Linked DNA regions of Athene noctua: all the other regions are linked to region 3. A link is a contact called in public Hi-C data. All regions are on one chromosome and are shown on one strand. Each heading gives the region's core, a stretch centred on a gene start, on an enhancer-like site or on the middle of the called end of the contact. The rest is flanking DNA. Distances are from core to core; before and after follow the strand shown.

The links. A called contact is a pair of places that touch in the nucleus more often than the background predicts.
Region 1: a contact with region 3 is called in a Hi-C map of heart, with 3 times the contacts expected there. The contact joins the promoter of RALGAPB here to the promoter of PHF20 in region 3. A contact is called at or near these places in 2 of 2 Hi-C or Micro-C datasets (heart and liver).
Region 2: a Hi-C map of heart shows a contact between it and region 3, with 2.9 times the contacts expected there. The contact joins the promoter of NDRG3 here to the promoter of PHF20 in region 3. A contact is called at or near these places in 2 of 2 Hi-C or Micro-C datasets (heart and liver).

The regions. Positions count from the first base shown.
Region 1 is chr16:496,452-499,995 of bAthNoc1.hap1.1, reverse strand. It overlaps RALGAPB (Ral GTPase activating protein non-catalytic subunit beta), which reads right to left and starts at 1,451. Exons shown (of 30, transcript XM_074920089.1): 1 at 1,322-1,451.
Region 2 is chr16:477,630-481,274 of bAthNoc1.hap1.1, reverse strand. It overlaps NDRG3 (NDRG family member 3), which reads left to right and starts at 1,428. Exons shown (of 16, transcript XM_074920496.1): 1 at 1,428-1,539.
Region 3 is chr16:328,679-332,466 of bAthNoc1.hap1.1, reverse strand. PHF20 (PHD finger protein 20) reads right to left here and starts at 1,393. Exons shown (of 23, transcript XM_074919861.1): 1 at 1,284-1,393.

The DNA of each region.
Region 1 (3,544 bases), core at 202-2,701, 170 kb before region 3:
GCTACTGACTAGAAGAGAATCACAGCTCTCCTTGCTCAGGGAAGATGAACTAGTCTGATTTTATCAGCTAACTATAGCAGATGTTAATATGTGAATCTGACACAGGGAACTCTCAAACGTAAGGTGCCATTTAAGCCCAGGGCTTGAGTCTCCCTCTCCCCAGCACTCCTGCTCACTAACTGCAGACCCCATCACCACTCTGGTTCCTGAGATCACCACTGGACACCAACCTTCCCAAAGTAGGAAACAGGATCCTGCCACAAAGGCAGCTGCCTAAAAACTGCATTCTGTAATATCTGAAGATTAATAGAGACATAAAAAGCAAAAATATCAGTCAATTTTTCATGTTTGGGCTATTACTCTGCTTTCAAGCTTCATTACTCAGACACCAGCACTTCTTATCATTAAAAGCAAGACTGAGAAAGTTATCTTCCAGGCAGATCATCTGAGAATTTAAGGAGTTTTCACACCCTTTACTTATGCCACAAACCACATAATGAGCTCCACCACAAAACAGTGCATTTCCCTCACCCAGACTGAGGATAATTTTTACTCAACAGTTTATTTTACATTTGCACTTCTTCCTCAGTCCAGTTTCTTGTGCAACTCTACAAACTGCTGAACCAGGAAGGGATTTCCTGAAACCAATTGTCCCTTAACCCAGGCAACAAGCCTTGCTGGGGTTTTGCTGCTGTTCACTGCTTTCCAAAAAAAATCAGATCTACTGTCCGCAGGCCCTGAAGATCAGATGAGACAAAAAATAAGCAAAAGAAAGCAGCATCACGGCGAAGTCCGGGAAGCCTGCACCCAGGGACAGAAGGCACCATCATATTATTTGTAAGTAGGTCTGCATGGAAACGGCGACGAAAACTTTTCTCATGACCGTGCTCCTGCCTGTGGGGGCCGGCACACGGCGGGAAGGAAGCTCACCACGCATGGGTGACACCCCACGCCTCGATTCGGGAACACGAAACGCGGCTCAAAACCGGCCCCCGGAGCTGGGGGGAGAGCACAAGCCGGGAGTGACCTCGGGGCCGCGGGCTAGTGCAAAGGGGTCGCCGGAGGCCCGCTCCCGCCCACCCTGCGGCGGCTCCACGACACCGGCCCCAGGCGACCACCGAGACACCCAGGGGCAAGCGGCGCCCCCCGCCCGCTCCGGCCCGGCCCCACCGTGCCCGCAGGCCAGGCCCCGTGGCGGGCAGCGCAGAGGTCAGCGCGGCAGAGGTTCCCAGGCGGCGCCCCGCCGCCACAGGCCCCGCCAGCGGCAGGAGCGGGCCGGGGCGCGGGCAGCACCGCCGCGGGAGGGCCCGGACCGCCCTACCTGCGCCGAAGAGCCCGGCGGGCATGTCGGGGCAGGGCCGGCCGCTCCGCCCTCAGGCCGCCGGCTCCATGGTGCCCGCGGCAGCCGAGGCGACACAGCGGAGACGCCACTCCGCGCTGCCCTGCTCCGCTCGGCCCCGCGCCCGCCGCCGCTTCCGGCAGCGCCACAAAACGCGCGGCGAGTGGCCGGGCCCCGCGGCGCTCTGCGCATGCGCACGGGCACCCGCAGCAGGTCCCCAGCGCGGCCACGCGCCCCCTTCCGCCGGCGGCGCCGAATAAGTCGCGGGGAGGCAACGTGCGCATGCGCAGACCCGCCCCCACGCGCACTTCCTGTTAAAGGAGCCGCGCGCACCTCACCCGCCCCGCGGCCCTGCCGGGGTTTTGCCGGCCCCCGCGCGGGCCCGGGGAGCGGCTGTCGTCCCGCGGGACGGGGCCGGGGCCGGGCCTCAGCCAGGCTGAGCGCTCCGGGGCGGCCGGGGGAGCTTCTGTGGGGCGGTGGTGTCCGCCCTGGCCCTAGCCCTAGCCCTCGCCCTGCCCGCGGGCACCGCTGCCGGCCGAGTCCACCTGCGGCGGAGCCGTGGCTGGGGAGGTGGCAACGAGCGGCGCCAGCTCGCTCTCCCCCTGCTGCGGGCCGTGCCTCTCTTTCCGAGCCTGCTTTATTCCCGGCCCGCTCTCTTCTGCTGCCCTTCCCCGCCCTCGGTATTGGTAAAAGTTCTCTGCAGGCTCTGAAAGTCCCGGGTCTCCTGTCCCGGGTTACCCGTATGGGAACACAAAAGGCAGCGCGGGGCGCTGCGGAAGCGGCCCCACGGCCCGGCACCGCTTCGCGGGAGGTGGCGGTAGAGACCGCGAGGGACGAGGCCCTGGCGATGGGCCGCAGGGCAGCAGCATGATGGGGAGCGGCTGCCTGTCCCCCGCGGGGCCACCTCGTGTTCGCCTCGGCGGCAATATTCCCTGGTCGCTGGGGAGGTCAGCCCCGGCTTACAGATCGCTCACCGGCTGCTTCGCAGGGGCCGCGTCTCCAGGCCCCTTCTGCAGCGTTTACCTGCCCTGCTCCTTGTGCAGTGCAGCAGGAAAATGTCAGCCCAAACAAACAGCAGACTGCGAAGATACTTTTGACCCATTCTCTTGCCACCCACTGAAGGAACACCATGTATCACAGCACAGACTGTACCCCTGTCCTACACACCCTGTGCATGGGAGGCTGCTGACAGCAAGGGGTGAGAGTTTTACACTAAAGATTTACTCAGTGCTTTTAGTTTAAATATGTTCCACCTGTTTGTTCTGCCCCTGAGCAGGGTGAGGGACCCTTACAGGACACAACCCCTCATAGTACCATGAATCTCTGGTGCGTAATAAAAATAAGTCCTCTGGAGAGGTGTTAGTGAGGCTGCTGGGGTGGAATGTGCAGCAAGAACTGAGAAGGCTGAGTAGAAAGGGAGTTTGATGCACAAGTGGAGGCTGAGAGTGCCAACAACCACACATGCAGAGACATGATGCAATAAACCCATGCAGAGCTGGCTCACAGATTCCCCTGGCCCCCAAAACAAAGTCTGCTTGCTGAGCCATCTTCCTCTCAACCCCTTGCCTGCTGTATCAGAGGTGCAAACAGGCCTTCAAGTCTCCTACATGGAGCTTGACAGTGGCAAAGGAAGGGATCTCAGAGTTTATCTGCAGCAGCCCGTGGCTAGCCACCTTTCTGCTCTTTTCCTTTGCGCTCACTACTACTACTTTCAAAACCACTGAGAATGGCCTCAGGGCTGCCTGCTGCTGCCTGTGCACTTCCTCCCCACCAGTGGAGTCTCACTGTCTTATCACAGGGTTCATGCACCTTACCATTGTCATGTTACCTGTATTTATGTATAAAAAAGTTATGATCACCGTCTCTTCCTTCCCCGTCCACGCAGGGTTCCCTCTCCAAAGCCAATCCACAGCTGGACTGCTCCTGGAGAACACCAGAAGATCCCCATCCCTGGTGCCCACACCCTGACAGGAGACCATTGGGCATGGTGGGGCCGGTGACCCACGCGAGTGCTGACCCGAGGGGTGCAGGCTGGGCTCTGCGTGCCACGGGGAGCTCAGTCTTCAGGCCTGTGCCTGGCTGCACACACCCCCTGGCCACAGGATGGGCTTCCCCAGCTAATGGCACCCGAGGAGCCTGTAGGCAGCTCCCACTCGGCACCTGGTGACAGCACCATCAGCCTGTCCTTGATTTTATCTTGAAGTG
Region 2 (3,645 bases), core at 179-2,678, 150 kb before region 3:
AAGACTTGAGACCTGGGCAAGAATTGCGTTCGCTCCAGCACCAGGAGCCTGAGAGACAACCAATGTACTCCACCTTGCTACCAACACCTGGGAAGCATCATGTGGCTAACAAGGCCAAAGAGCTGGGCTTGTCCGCCAGCTTACAGGGGTGTTATTCACCTGAAGTGCCTCCATCTGTGTTTCCTATATTGCCCTCCCCAGGTCTCAGTGGTGGGAGGTCAGACTGCAGCTACTTGTGGCCGCAGGAGTGGAGGTTTCCCTAGTAGAGCAGCTTCTCCCAATGTCCCCTTAAAGTGGGAAACCACTGGCAAATGTGAGGGCCCTGGCCTGATGTTAAGGTAGCTGGATGGGGTGGGAGAATCTACCCGTGAATTGCTAGACACAAAAGGGAAATGGGGAAAGGTGATAAATAGCGGCTGGTGCTGAGGGAGGTGGCAGGATTTCACAGGCAGTTCAGGGGGTGACGTGAGGAAGGGCTGAGGGGTAAGGAGGGGAGCACTGGGCACTCAGCGATGCTCTATAAGGCTGGGATGACCCCAGTGGCAGTGCGGTCCAGTGCTCTTCCTTTTCTACTAGGAGCACACTTGGGAATGGTTTACCTGCCTGTGTCTCGACTCTGCGTCTTCTCCTCCGTTACCAGCAGTACGTAGGACCACTGGGTGGCACCAGAAACCAGAATACGGGTTAAGTTTGGGTAATACCTTGTTTTTCAATGATTGGGGCAGGGCCATACCAAGGGTAAGGTGGGAGGCGGTAGGGATGCCACGCTGTCCTGAGAACCAAGTATTCCCACCTGGAGACGCTCCTAAAGAGGGGGGAAAAAAGGGGCGCAGGAGGTCGAGGGTAGCACAGGGGGCTGGAGATGGTGGGTGTCGCACAGAGCCTGCTGCCCGTTTGGGACGGCCACCCTCAGGGAAGGAGCATGGCCTGGGGTCAGGCAGGGCACAGGAACTGAGGGATAACCCGGGCCTCGGCGAGGGCTCCCCCAACACTCACGCGTTGCCAGAACCTCCAGTGGGGAAAGGAACAAGCAAATTTATTTGCCCTACCAAGAATTTAGTCTTACTTCTGGAGGAAACAAACCAAACCAAAAGCCAAGAGGTGATTCAGGCTTTGGAGCAGCTCCAAGGCCTGCAGCAGACTCACTCCCTTCGCTTGCAATTCGCCCGTCTCCGGCCTCGGTAATCCCCGAGTCCCCGCGCCCGGGGTGAGCTGCTGCTCAGGGCTGTCCGCGGCCTAGCAGCGCCGAGAAGCCGCCTCCTCTCTGCGAGGCGGCGGGGTGGAACCGGGCCCGGCCGGGCCGCGCACCTGTGGGGAGGCCGGCGGCGCCATCTCCCGCCGGGCCGCGGTGGGGCGGCCGGGGCCCACCCCCCCGGGCGGGAGGCTGCGGGCGAGGCCCAGCCCCAAGATGGCGGCGCTCCCGCCGCTCCGTTTGTAGTCCCGACCCCCGCGGGCCCCCGCGCATGTGCGGGCCGGCGGCGCAGGCGCAGAGCGCCCCGTGCCGCGGCGGCCGGAGCTGCGGAGGTACCTGCCGCCCAGGTGAGCCCCGCCGCCGCCCGCGGGCCCGCCCGCCGCCCGGGACGCCCCGGGACGGCCCCGCGGCCGGCCTCGCGCGTCCCCCGCGGCTCACGGGCGCCGCCGCAGCGGCACCGAGGCGCTTGGCTGCGGCGCGGCAGTAGGTGCCGTACGGCGGCTCCGCGGGAGCCGGTGCGGCGGGCGAGGAGCCGGGGTCAGCGGCTTGCGGCGGCCGCGCCCGGGAGCACCCTCTGTCGCGCCGAGCCCCGCTCCCGGGCGCGGCCGCCGCTCTCCCCGGACCCAGGGCTCTGCCGGCGCATGGCTCCGCCGGGAGGGTCACCGGAGCGGGCCGGGGCTGCTCCCCGGGCGGGTCTCGCTGAGGCGGCCGCAGCCCGCAGGGGCCTGGGCGGTCTCTGCTGAGGCGGCCCCCGCCGAGAGGCCGCCGCTGAGGGAAGGCTCCGCTCCTCTGCTGTTATGAGACGCCGGAGGAAAGTACCGCTCCCTCCCGAAGCTGGGTTTAGGAAATAATCTCTCGTCATACCGGGCTTCGTTGGGGAAAAGGAGAAGCGCTTCGAAACTGCCCCAGGTTTTATTGTGGAGATGATTTTTTCATGTAAATAACGGCCTAGCGTGCTCTTTGCTTGCTCTTATCTGTAGCTTTTCTTTCTGGTATGCAGATCTCAAAATTCTCAGTTGCGTTATTTACTTTGGACGGCGAAAACAGGGTGTTTTTCTTTAATTTGGTACATTCTTGTCAGTGTGTGAATGGGAAGGGAATAGCCTGTAAAAATTTTTTTGTTGACTTGCGTCATCACTTTAGGTCAATGTCCGTTTCTTTTTTTATATTTAATGTAAGCCACAGGGAGTAATTCAAAACATTGTAGCAAAGTCAGATGCTTTTACTGGCTTAAAAATCTTCGTTATAATGTCTGGTGCAGAAAATGCGGCGTTACAAAACAGACGATGCAGCGCAGCGCTGTCCCCGGCTCCCCGGGAGGTGCTGGGGGTGCCCGTCAGCTGGCTCGGGGGCACTTGCCTTGGGGTGTCGCGTTGCCGATTGAGAGCCTGGGCTCTGATCTGGTTTTTGGTTCCTCTCGAGTCCAAGGAGTTGAACTGGTGCGTGATCAAGCTGCGATACTCTGCGGTCACAGCACGTAAATCACAGTCAAAGTTTGTAGGAGAACTGGAACAACTCGGTCACGCGCGGGTTTGCTCTGGAGAAGAGGAAGGGTCTGGTAGAGTGTCAGGGGGTTGCATCTGGGAAGCCCAGAAGAGTTTTTTTGCTTGAATACTGAGTTGATGAGAAGATGGGGGCAGAGAAGAACCTGCTTCTGCTTCCTTTGTCAGGCACAGTCCCGGGTCTCCTGTGTTCAGATAGGTGGGCTTGAGGGCTCATTACTTCAGCATCTGCCTTTCCTTTTCTCTAGAAGCAAGAGGACAACAGTCCTTCCAATTCTGAAGCCTGTCAGACTGTTTAGCACCAGTGTATCAATTTATGGTGAAAAGTAAAAATATAAAGTCTTAAGAGCTGAGTTTAGTATCAGCGTGGAGCTTTTCTAGCACAATAATTTACTTGGACAAGGGGAGCAGAGCTTATCAGATGTGTCTCGCTGAGTTGGGGGCAGACTCCTGAAGAAGCAAGGCAATCACTGGGATTCATTTGGGTTATTGGCCATTAGACTGGGATTGTGGAGAGGGCTCAGGACTGGCAGTGACTGTTCCAATTTCATTTGTTTGTTTTGGGATTTTGAAGCTTGGCTTGGCGTGGCACACCGAGGCACTGAAATGTGTCTTAAGGGCAGAAACTTAGTGTGGGTTATACTTGGTTTGGATTGAGACGTGTGCAAACCTAGGAGCTGGAAATGTTATAAAATGAAAATTAATTGCTGGAAGCAACATTGTTGGAGTCTGTAATTATATTCGTAGCTACTCATTTTGTATCTAAGGTTAAAAACTAATTGAAATTAACAAACCTATTTAGTTTGCGTCTTTCCAATCTAGATCACCTTCAGAAATCCTCCAGTACTTCTGTTTGCAGCTCATATTTCACATTGGTTATATGTGACGGGATGTTTAGTGTTTTTCATTGGAAAGAGTAAGTGTAGTGGTACATTTAGATTTCGGAGGCTT
Region 3 (3,788 bases), core at 144-2,643:
TACAAGCTTCTATACAAATACCTACAAAAGGTTACTTGAAACCATTAGTATCATTTTTAACATTCGGTTTTATTCTCCTACTGCAAACAACACCAAATTCTGCACACAGAAAGAAGATAGTTATTTTATCCAGCTTGGACGCAACATTCAAATATCCCTCCTGATCTATTTTCAAGCATTTAAGCTAGAAACAATAGCCTGAGATCACAGAAACACCTCTGGTACCACAAAGATTTTCACTGTTTCTCAAAATTGTACAGACAACCTGCTCCAACTACCCAAGCCCTGCTATGGCTAGTTTGACATCCATGCCAAGCCAACCAGCACAGTAATCCATCTTGGTGGCAATAAGTCATATTCTAAACTAGGTCTGTCAGGAAAAAGAATATGGTGCAATTCTGTGCGTTAAACAGGTGTGACACAAAGAAGCTTTCAGGTTACTGTAAGGCTCCACAGTTATTTCTGTTCCATAAAGACACCCCAAAGGGACAAAATGCAGCAAGATGAACATGGGGTCAAGACCGCACGGGACACAAAAAGGCCAGAAGGTTCCAGCTGAAGCCGAACCGCCTACGGGAATCAACCCCGGCAACGAGGCACACCGTGCGGGGCAGGTACCTGCCCCACGCGAGGTTCCTCCCCGCTTCGTCCCCCGGCGGCCGGGCGAGGCGCAGCCGCCGGGCCCCGATGAGCCTCCCCGGGACGAGCCCCACCGGCACCGGCCCCGAGCCGCCTCCTCCCGCGCCGGGAGGGCGAGGCGCCGACAGCGGGACCGCGCCCGCGCCTCCCGCCAGGACCCGCTCCCGGCCGCACGACCCCCACACCGCCGCGGCACCGCCCGCGCCCGCCCAGCCCCGGCCGCCGCCGGCAGAGCCCCCGCGCTCCGGCTCCGGCCACGGCCCCGCCACGGGCTCGGGCTCCGGCCCCGGCGCCGCCGCAAGGTCACTCGGCCGCCCCCGCCGGCCGGGCCCTCGGCGCCTGCGCTCGGCCCGCACATACTCACCGGGCCGCCGGGCGCGGGAGAAAAGGAGGGAGGGAGCGGGCGGGCGAGCGCCAGCCCGCGGCCCCCGGCCTCACGCACCAGCCCGCGGCGAGGCGGAAGCGGCCCCCGCTCGGCGCCCCGGGCCCGCAGCGCAGGAGGCGCCGCCCGGCCCGGCCCTTTGTGCGCGGGGACGCGTGCCAGCCGCGCCGCGCCCGGCCTCCCTCCCCGCGCCTCGCCGCGGGCCCGCAGCGCGGGGCAGGGCAGGCGGCCCGGCACCCCCCGGGCGCCGCCGCGCTCTTACCGAGGGATCTGCACGGGAGAAAGAGTTAGAACGGAGCCGAACCGCCGCGGGCCCCGCTCCGCGCCGAGCCCAGCGCCACCGACCGCGCAGCGACACAAAATGGCCGCCTGGATGCGGCGCCGCCGGCGAGGGGGCGGGGCCTAGTAGCCCCACCCCCCGGCGGCCGGGCGCGAGCTCTCCTCGCGTGGTGGCGGCGGCGGCGCGCGCAGGGGGCGGGATTCGCCATGGCGGGCCGGGGCGCTCCCGGCACCCCCGGCACGGCCCCGCCCGCACCCCGCGGAGAACGAACAGCCCCGCGGAGAATAGCCCCGCGGAGAACGAACAGCCCCGCGGAGAACAGAACAGCCCCGCGGAGAACAGCCCCGCGGAGAACAGCACAGCCCCGCGGAGAACAGAACAGCCCCGCGGAGAACAGCCCCGCGGAGAACAGCACAGCCCCGCGGAGAACAGAACAGCCCCGCGGAGAACAGCACAGCCCCGCGGAGAACAGAACAGCCCCGCGGAGAACAGCCCCGCGGAGAACAGCACAGCCCCGCGGAGAACAGAACAGCCCCGCGGAGAACAGCACAGCCCCGCGGAGAACAGAACAGCCCCGCGGAGAACGAACAGCCCCGCGGAGAACAGCCCCGCGGCCGGGCCGGGCCGGGCCGCGCTTCGCGCAGATCCCGCCGCGGAGCGCTCTGCGTGCGGCAGCGTGAGGCGTTTCGGGGCCGAAACCACGCAGGGTGACACTGTCACCGAAACCCGGAACAAAGAACTTGCCGACACCAGCGTGATGCAGATAAGCAGACATTCCTTTATTGACGGCCGGTGCGCGAGTGAGAGCTCTCGCTAACAGCACACACCAAGCACCAAAACCATACATCTGATACAGGATTCAGCCATGCATATTCATACATAAACACTAAACCAATATATTCTCTTCCCATTTCTGATTCTGAGCAGTAGAACCCAGAAATAGCCAGAAATGGCTCTGGGGTGTAATGTGGGCCGGGGGTCCATGAGTCGGTGGTCACGATCTCCCCCGGCCGGAATTACCTTTTCCCTAATTTCACTGTTTCTTGGCAAGTACTTACAAGTTGCTACAGTTGACTTTCCCCAATTCCCATTAATTCTGGATTCTGACATCTCTATGCATTCTTCTAGGTCATAAAATACTCCTATAAGTAAACACTGTATCTGCTGCAACCAAATTATCTTAAACCTTAAGCCTGTTATCTTGGGTTCTAAACGTTCCTACCAGGTGATTTTGACCAATTCTTTCAGCCTTGGTACAGAGCTGTACAGAGGATTTAGTAGTAGCATTTGGTTGCTGGTTAAATGTGCAAAATACAATAAATGTAAACATACCATTTCTACTAAAATATTTCTCATAATTCTATAATCATATTAGAATCAAACACAATTTGTTCTAATTAATGGCAAATCAGTCACATTTCCCCCCTTTGAAAGTGTTGAAAATTTCAATACTTTCACATTATTCTACACAGCATTTATTTATTGCTGTCTTAGAATCTATTATTTGCTTCAGCATATTTTGGTGGCAGACTGTATTCTGGTGGAATAATAGGAACCTCTCTCGATCATTTGATTGACTGCAATTTTACTGGTCAATTGTTTCTTTAAACAGGCATATAGCAGCATGATCATCAAAAAGACAATTAGTAACAGAAACAGAGTTTTAATTATAGACTGTAACCACAAGCTCAAATTCCATCCTAATCCATTAAAAATTTTACCCAGCCAATCTTCAGACATACCCTTTTGAAACATCTCAGTATCTTTCTCAAGTCTGCTTAACAAATTCAGGTCCTGTTCTACATCCTGGGTGACGTTTGAAATACGAATACAGCAATGATCTAACCTGTCTTTGAAGTACCCACACACTCCATGCTCCTTTAGCAGAAGCATATCTAGTGCCATTCTGTTCTGAAGTGTCATTAGAGAAGTTGCTTGTAAGTGAATGTTTAGTTCTTTAAATCCTTTTGTGGTGACGTTCGCTAATTTTTCTACTTGTCCAGTTAGCTGATAAAGCCATTCTCTGTTTCTATATGAGGCCATTGGGCTGTTTAGGAAAGACTCTAAAGCCCAAACAACCCTCACTCCTGTTGAGGGTTCATTCCAGTGGTCAGTTTCTGGTTTTGATCTTTTGGTTCTTTGTAATTTCAGATCTTCTAAGGATCCTTTAAATGGGGACTTTTTCCAAATTGGGCACAACATTGGCATGCCTAAAGTAATTTGTTTTACCTTTCCATCTAGTGGTAAGCATGTTGTCCAGGTTCCATCACTTAATGCCCAAACTAAATGTCCTGGACTCTGAATAGTAGATTTTCTGCAGCTGAACAAGGTTCCCCTCCTGGGTGTGAATGTGCTGGTTAAATTAAGATTATTATAAAACCCTTGACAAAAACAACCAAATTTTAAAGCAGCTGCCAGAGGAGGAATTCTCTGAATTATTGTCTGCACTGCTGCAATCATACACCTTCTCACATCTCCACCATGACA